Regions from separate parts of the Hordeum vulgare genome. Here region 2 is linked to region 1. Evidence: chromatin contacts called from public Hi-C data. All regions are on one chromosome and are shown on one strand. Each heading gives the region's core, a stretch centred on a gene start, on an enhancer-like site or on the middle of the called end of the contact. The rest is flanking DNA. Distances are from core to core; before and after follow the strand shown. Region 1 has its middle 10 kb from the start of LOC123448157. Region 2 holds the start of LOC123446250 (cytochrome P450 94C1-like).

Region 1 (3,405 bases), core at 384-2,883:
AGCTTCAGCCTCCTTTACCGTGAACCTTTCCTCATCAACTTCTTCATCGGGACCCTCATCGTCAGACTCAGATGCATAGCCACGTGAGTAAGGAATAGAATGGTCCATTGTCTCTTGCAAATTATACTTGTCCAAATCACCAAGGCTGTTGTCATGAAGAACAGTACCATCATTCTCATCATCATCGTGCTCATCATTAGCCTCTAGCAATGGTTCATGTTGGATACAAGATTGTTGTGTTGAAAGAGGTTCAATGTTGGCCTCTTCGTTGATGCGTGGAGGACTAGCTTCAACAATCGGAGAGGCAACCCGGTTCAAATCCAACTACAAGTTAGGAACATTTGTTTTGATGGCAAATAACTCTAGAGCCTTGTCTAGTGATTCGGCCATCGTATCCTTGTATGCAAGCCAACATTGCTCGGAGTTGACACGCATGGTCTTCCAACGAATGTGCATTCCGAATCCCACATTATGCCTACCATCAAACTCAACTACATCACTAGGGCCCATCCAATTCAAATCCTTTCGGACTTGTTCCAACAATTCAGCATAGCTACGACAGAAATCGAACACCATGTCAAGCTCATCCAGGGTCCGGATCAATATTGTCTTTTAAAAAGGCATCCTTGTCCACGTGATGAACATAAACACATGTTCTTCCCATCCCTAAACAACACAACATACAATATTTTTTATAAGAAATCATCCAAATACTACAATATCTACTTACTAAAAATAAACCCTATTCCTAACTTTCAAACATCCATAACACTAACCCCAACCCTATCCTAACCCTAACACAACCAAACATCCATAACCCTAACCCTAACCCTAGCCTAACCCTAAAACAACCATAATGCAAACATCCAAACAACCGTAATCCTAACCCCATCATACCCCTTATCCTAACATACAAACAAATACAACAATATCATATACATCTCACATTTCATGAAAAACTTGGGTTTCCTCAATTGCAACAAAATGATCACAAGAGATTTTTGTTTAGATGAGAATGAGGGGATAGGTGGGGATTACCTTAGGGGAGGGATTAGACAACAAATGCCCGGTCCAAACCTTCAGATTTGATGATTTGGAGAAGGATTTGACGAAGGGGCGATTTGAACACAGTGTGGGAGAGGGGGGTGGGGGAGGGGAATGAGGAGGTGGTGGGGGAGGGGCCTGGCCCGTTGCTGAATAAGTGGCAGTGTGGCGCCTAAGCCTTCGACGCCCACTTTACATTATGCGACGCCTGAGGCTTATGCGTCACACTATCTGGGGGATGAGCCCTCTCTGCCAGGTGATTGGGGTGTGTGGCGCCGATGACTTAGACGTCACACAGTGTAGTGTGGCGCCTAGGTGTCGAGCGTCACATGAAAGGGTCAAACGCGTGAACTTTTTTGCTTTCGGGTTCACTTCGCGACTTCTTCCGTTCGAAGGATCATTTTTCTCAATTTTGCCCACTAGTCCTAAACCTGACTGCAAACCACTGTGGCTAGGCACCGAAAGGCAGCTGGAAGTCCGCGGCGTTGAATAGTCGTCACTGCACCCTAAATTAACAAGTGCACTGCTCGTGAAAAGAATGGCAGCACTACAGTGCCCCAAAGTCATGACTGATTTCAGCATGACACAATGCTGAAACTGAAAGCGACCGATTCCTGTATTTGTCTGCATCTCTCAACGTATGTTGCCGGTGTAGTGTAGTCGTCTCAGGGGGAACATCCACACTTGGTCATTCTGCTCCCAAAGCTTAATTGCAAACGTGAGGCGTTAGTTTAACTAGAAAAAGGACTCATGCGTTGCAACGGAAGAAAAAAATACCACACACTTTTAATCTTTTTATAAACATTTTAATTTTATTAAAATAATAAGCTAACTAACTAATGTAGTCAGTCCTATCATATTTTGTTGAGAAATCAACCCGTTCATTATCAATTCCATCATGATGAGAAATTGAGCGGGACAAGCAAAATAAAACAAAGAGGCTACGTGAATTGATCAATGGTCTGTTATCTTATTCCATTCATGGGATAGAGAATGTGGGATCAGATGACAAACTGAAGGTGGTGTTTCATTCTCTGTCTCTACAATAATACAATCTTACATTCAATACATTCATTCATCAGCAAACAAATACCCATAAAACAAAATTTCTTGCCGGTGCTTGGCACACGGTTGGAGGCATGGGGAGGGGATCTCACCAGATGATGAGTTCCTGCCGGAGGAGGGGATACGATGAGGGGAGCAAGGGTTAAGCGCCTTTATTTGACCATAAGGAGTCGCCGTTGCCGTACCATAATCTCGAAGTTTCCCGTGTGAGCCATGGAGGCCCGCCTCCACCTGCAAGTATTTCGCTCCGCCGCGCCTTATCCGCGCGCCGCCGTCGTTCTGCGTCGAGCAGACGCATCATCCCCAATCACTGTAGCTCGAGCGCCAAAACGGGGGCAACAAGCGGGCAGATGTACGGCCGCGGAGGCGGGTGGGTTGAGATTGACAACAGTGGCGGTTGAGGCCGGCCGCGGTGGTGAGTGGTATGGCAGCGGTCTGGGCACATGCCAGGGTGGACCAGGGTCGACGCAATGCTCTCGAGCGCCGCAACGGGGGCAGTGAGCGGGGAGAGGTACGGCCGCGGAGGCGGGTGAGTTGAGATCGGCAGCGGTGACGGTTGAGGTCGGCCGCTGCGGCGAGTGGTGTGGCGGCGGCCTGGGCACACGCCAGGGTGGCCCAGGGTCGACGGGAGGAGGCGATGCTTACGGGTATAATTTTTGCAGCGAATCGTTTTTTCCTTTTGTGTTGCAGATAAATGATGAAGCGTGGGCTGAATAACAAAAATTACAGAGACTTTTTTATAAAAATGACGCGGTGGGTTTTTCGACGAAAGCGATAGTCTCTTTATTATTAGGTGTAGATATAGATATAGATTAATAGCCTTCTCCTCCTCTGCCGACCGCCGTTGCGTCGTCGTCACCCCCAACTGGGTCATCACCTACGCTGCTGCTCGCTCCGACATGTATAACTATTGCAGCAAATGGGTCGGTGATGGAATTAGAGAAACACAAGCGGGGGAAGCAAGCCAATACTTAACAATATACATCCGATACTCCTATCTGATCTGATCTTTCGCTGGTACTCGTACTACACTAATTTCATTTGACTACTACTAGTTGATGTGCTGCAGCGGACACTGATTTACACAGATTTCATTTGACTACTACCAGTTGATGTGCTGCGGCGGACACTGATTTGCCCAACGTGCGTGATCATTTTCTTGGAAGTGGCAGGCGATCGAGCAGTTGCTGGAAAGTGGCGCATGTATCTCCGTGTGTCCAGCCAGACATGGAAAAGGATAATCTCCTCCTCTGCTCAAGGCAAGATGTGGCCATCTTTCCAGACCGCGGTCAGAAA
Region 2 (3,405 bases), core at 534-3,033, 320 kb after region 1:
AGATGCAAGGGAAGCATGTTGTGGAGGCTTGTACCCGCACGGACAAGTCGGTCCATAAACGTGCAAGTCGCCAAACGTCATACATGATCTATGACCTGAACTATGCCGACCGTCCTAGGCAGCTCGATCACCGACAACCTACATCATACCACCGCTACCACAGTCGTGCCGCCCCAACCATCGCCACGTGCCGACCGAACAATCATGCCCATCTCCCCCATCCACCAAGGATCGGATATATAGGAAGGGGATGAGATCCACCACACTATTGACAAAGATAGGGATGTAGATTCAGGCTGAAATCTCGCCAGAGCCACCGCCAGCTCGTCCCTCTAACACACACTCGTGCAACGACCATGTCGAACCGCTACCAACACCCCGCATCGCCCCGCCATGGCTGGCGGCCACAAACAACGCAACACGCCTCCACTATCTCCAACCTACCGAATCAGTAGATGCCGCCCTGGGTTAGGCTGGTCGACATGCGAGTGTATGACCCTGCAACCAGAGTCGTCGAGTAGGCTCGACCTGACACCAAGATGGGACACCCACGATGCTCGCAACCATTGCGAGAGAAGGAACGTCCCCGTCGCCGCCTACGCCATGTGGCATTTGGTCGGCGACACCACTTACTTCTACGAGGGAGGGAAACCATGAGAGGCGACGATAGGTTGCCTCCCGGGGTTGTCCGCGAGAGCGACTTGGGAGGGTTTCGTTGTTTTTTTTTAAATCGCTCGCAAGTACTCCAGACCAAACAAAAAAGAAAAAACTTTAAAATAAGCTGGTTGATTTCTGGGTCGTGTAAACCGCCTCGTACTCACGCCGCGTGCCCTCGTGGTGCCTACAAACCGCCCACGACCATGCCCCACTTCCTTATCCTTTCCCCTTTCTTCTTCGCCGCACTCTGCCATGGATTTTTCCTCTTTCTTCTCCGTGTCATTCTCTTGCATGCCCAAGCCCCTCCATTCTTTTTCACGTGCTTTGTCGTTGCTTCCGTGCTCCACCTTGTTGTCGTCGTCGTGCTGCAATGGAGGAACATGCATGATGTATCTCCGCTGCAACAGCTGCGTCGCAACATCCGTGGTCACCGCCGCATAGCACCATTCATCACCGTCGCATGCGCCCGATGGTGTTGTAGTGGAGCACTCGTTGCGGCCAAGAGCTGCTATGCAAGGCCCCGAGCTGCAATGAAGCTTCACCGGCAGCTGCAATGGAGCTTCAACAGCGACACCCGGAGTTGCGATGGAACTAGCGGTGTTACAATGCAGCTTGAGGGGCGGTAGGCTCCAATAACGGAGCATCATTGCACTTTTTGATGAGGGAGCTCGAGGATCCTGCTGCGAGCATGTGACGCTGTGTCCCCACGGCGAGCGGTCGTTGCTCGCGTTAACCCGATCAAATGTCTTTCTCGGAATGCATCTAATGACTGACGACCTGATTGATTTTTTAAAAAATTAGTCGGTTGATCCGTAGCAGCCGTCAACAAAAAATGATGTGAGGTTGATTTAAAATGTAACGGAATCAACTGTCTTTTTTTGTACTCTATAGAGGATTCAGGCGACTGCTAGCGGTAGCAGCCCTTGTATCGTGCGTTCGGCGCAGATTTGCTGGTCGTACGTACCGTGGACAAGTTTTTGGGAGCTGTAGGGATGGCATGAGCTGTGCACACACTAATAAATGGCAGGGAACCAAGTTGTTTAAGATTTGGCGCACGTGTGGCATGTGCTTCTTCCCCGTCCACTCACATTATATACGCACACGCCTCCTCGACTCCCCACACCCAAAATAAGATCACATTTTTTTGCTCTTCCCTTCTCCTCCAATTCAAGGGAGACGGGGCAGCCATGGACGCCGCCACGAGCACGGGCATGGAGGAGCTGTCATGGTGCGCTCGGTGCGCCGGCCTGGCATTCCTTGTCTTCTCCGTGTGCGTGGTGGCGCTAGGCGCGGCGCTCTTCCTCGCCCGCCGGTGGCCGTGGTGTAGCTGCCACGTCTGCCGCTCGTACCTCACGGGGTCGTGGGCGCGGGACTTCACCAACCTCGGCGACTGGTACGCGCACCTGCTCCGCTGCTCCCCGACCGGCACCGTCGCCGTCCACGTCCTCGGCTGCACCATCACCGCCAACCCGGCCAACGTCGAGCACATGCTGCACACCCGCTTCGACAACTTCCCCAAGGGAAAGCCCTTCTCCGCCGTCCTCGGCGACCTCCTCGGCGGCGGCATCTTCAACGTCGACGGCGCTGCCTGGCGTCACCAGCGCAAGATGGCCAGCCTCGAGCTCGGCAGCGTCGCGGTGCGCTCCTACGCCTACGGGATCGTCGCCGAGGAAGTAGAGGCGCGCCTCCTGCCACTGCTCGCCGACGCCGCCGACAATGGCAGGGTTATCGACCTCCAGGACGTGTTCCGGCGCTTCGCCTTCGACACCATCTGCAAGATCTCCTTCGGGCTAGACCCGGGATGCCTCGAGCTCGACATGCCCATGTCCAAGCTCGCCGCCGCGTTCGACACCGCTTCGCGGCTGTCCGCCATGCGCGGCGCGGCGGCGTCGCCGCTGGTGTGGAGGGTGAAGCGGCTGCTGAACGTCGGCTCCGAGAGGGAGCTCAGGAAGTCCATCCGCCTCGTCGACGAGCTCGCGGCGGCCATGATAAGGCAGCGCCGGAAGCTGGGCGTCGCCGGGAGCCATGACCTCCTGTCTCGGTTCATGGCCTCGGAGGCGCACGGCACTGCCGTCGATGATAAGTACCTCCGCGACATCGTGGTCAGCTTCCTCCTCGCTGGACGCGACACGGTGTCCTCCGCGCTCACCACCATCTTCATGCTGCTGTCCAAGAACCCCGCGGTGGCGGCCGGCATGCGCGCGGAGGCCGCCGCCAGCGAGAAGACAAGGATGGCGTCAAAGACCACGTACGAGCACCTCAAGTCCCTCCACTACACCCACGCGGTGCTGTACGAGAACATGCGGTTGTTCCCGCCGGTGCAGTTCGACTCCAAGTTCTGCGCCGCGGACGACGTGCTCCCGGACGGCACGTACGTGACCGCCGGGGCGCGCGTGATGTACCACCCCTACGCGATGGGGCGCATGCCGCGCATTTGGGGCGACGACTGCGAGAAGTTCCGGCCGGAGCGGTGGCTGACAGGCACCGGCGGGACGTTCGTGCCGGAGAGCCTGTACAGGTACCCGGTGTTCCAGGCTGGGCTCCGCGTGTGCCTCGGCAAGGAGCTCGCCGTGATGGAGATGAAGGCGGTGAGCGTGGCGGTGGTGAAGCAGTTCGACGTGGAAGTGGTTGGGGAACAGGGTGCCGCACCCAGGTTCGCGCCGGGGCTGACAGCATCCATCAGCGGCGGGCTCCCGGTGAGGGTCAGGCGCGTCTAGAGACATATTGAGTACTCCAGTAGCTAGACTC

The links. Hi-C and Micro-C count contacts between places; a contact is called where the count stands out from the background.
Region 2: a contact with region 1 is called in a Hi-C map of leaf, with 2.7 times the contacts expected there. The contact joins the promoter of LOC123446250 here to the enhancer-like site in region 1. A contact is called at or near these places in 2 of 6 Hi-C or Micro-C datasets (leaf and seedling).

The regions. Positions count from the first base shown.
Region 1 is chr4H:136,145,513-136,148,917 of MorexV3_pseudomolecules_assembly, forward strand. No RefSeq gene overlaps it. Among protein-coding and RNA genes, the nearest start is that of LOC123448157, 10 kb to the left of the region's middle. Within about 2 kb of position 1,634, at least 2 of the 3 cell types and tissues checked have open chromatin away from gene starts, as enhancers often do. A contact at or near this core is called in leaf, where this site is marked.
Region 2 is chr4H:136,468,397-136,471,801 of MorexV3_pseudomolecules_assembly, forward strand. LOC123446250 (cytochrome P450 94C1-like) reads left to right here and starts at 1,784. Exons shown (of 1, transcript XM_045122924.1): 1 at 1,784-3,405. The coding sequence starts at 1,845. The coding sequence ends at 3,374.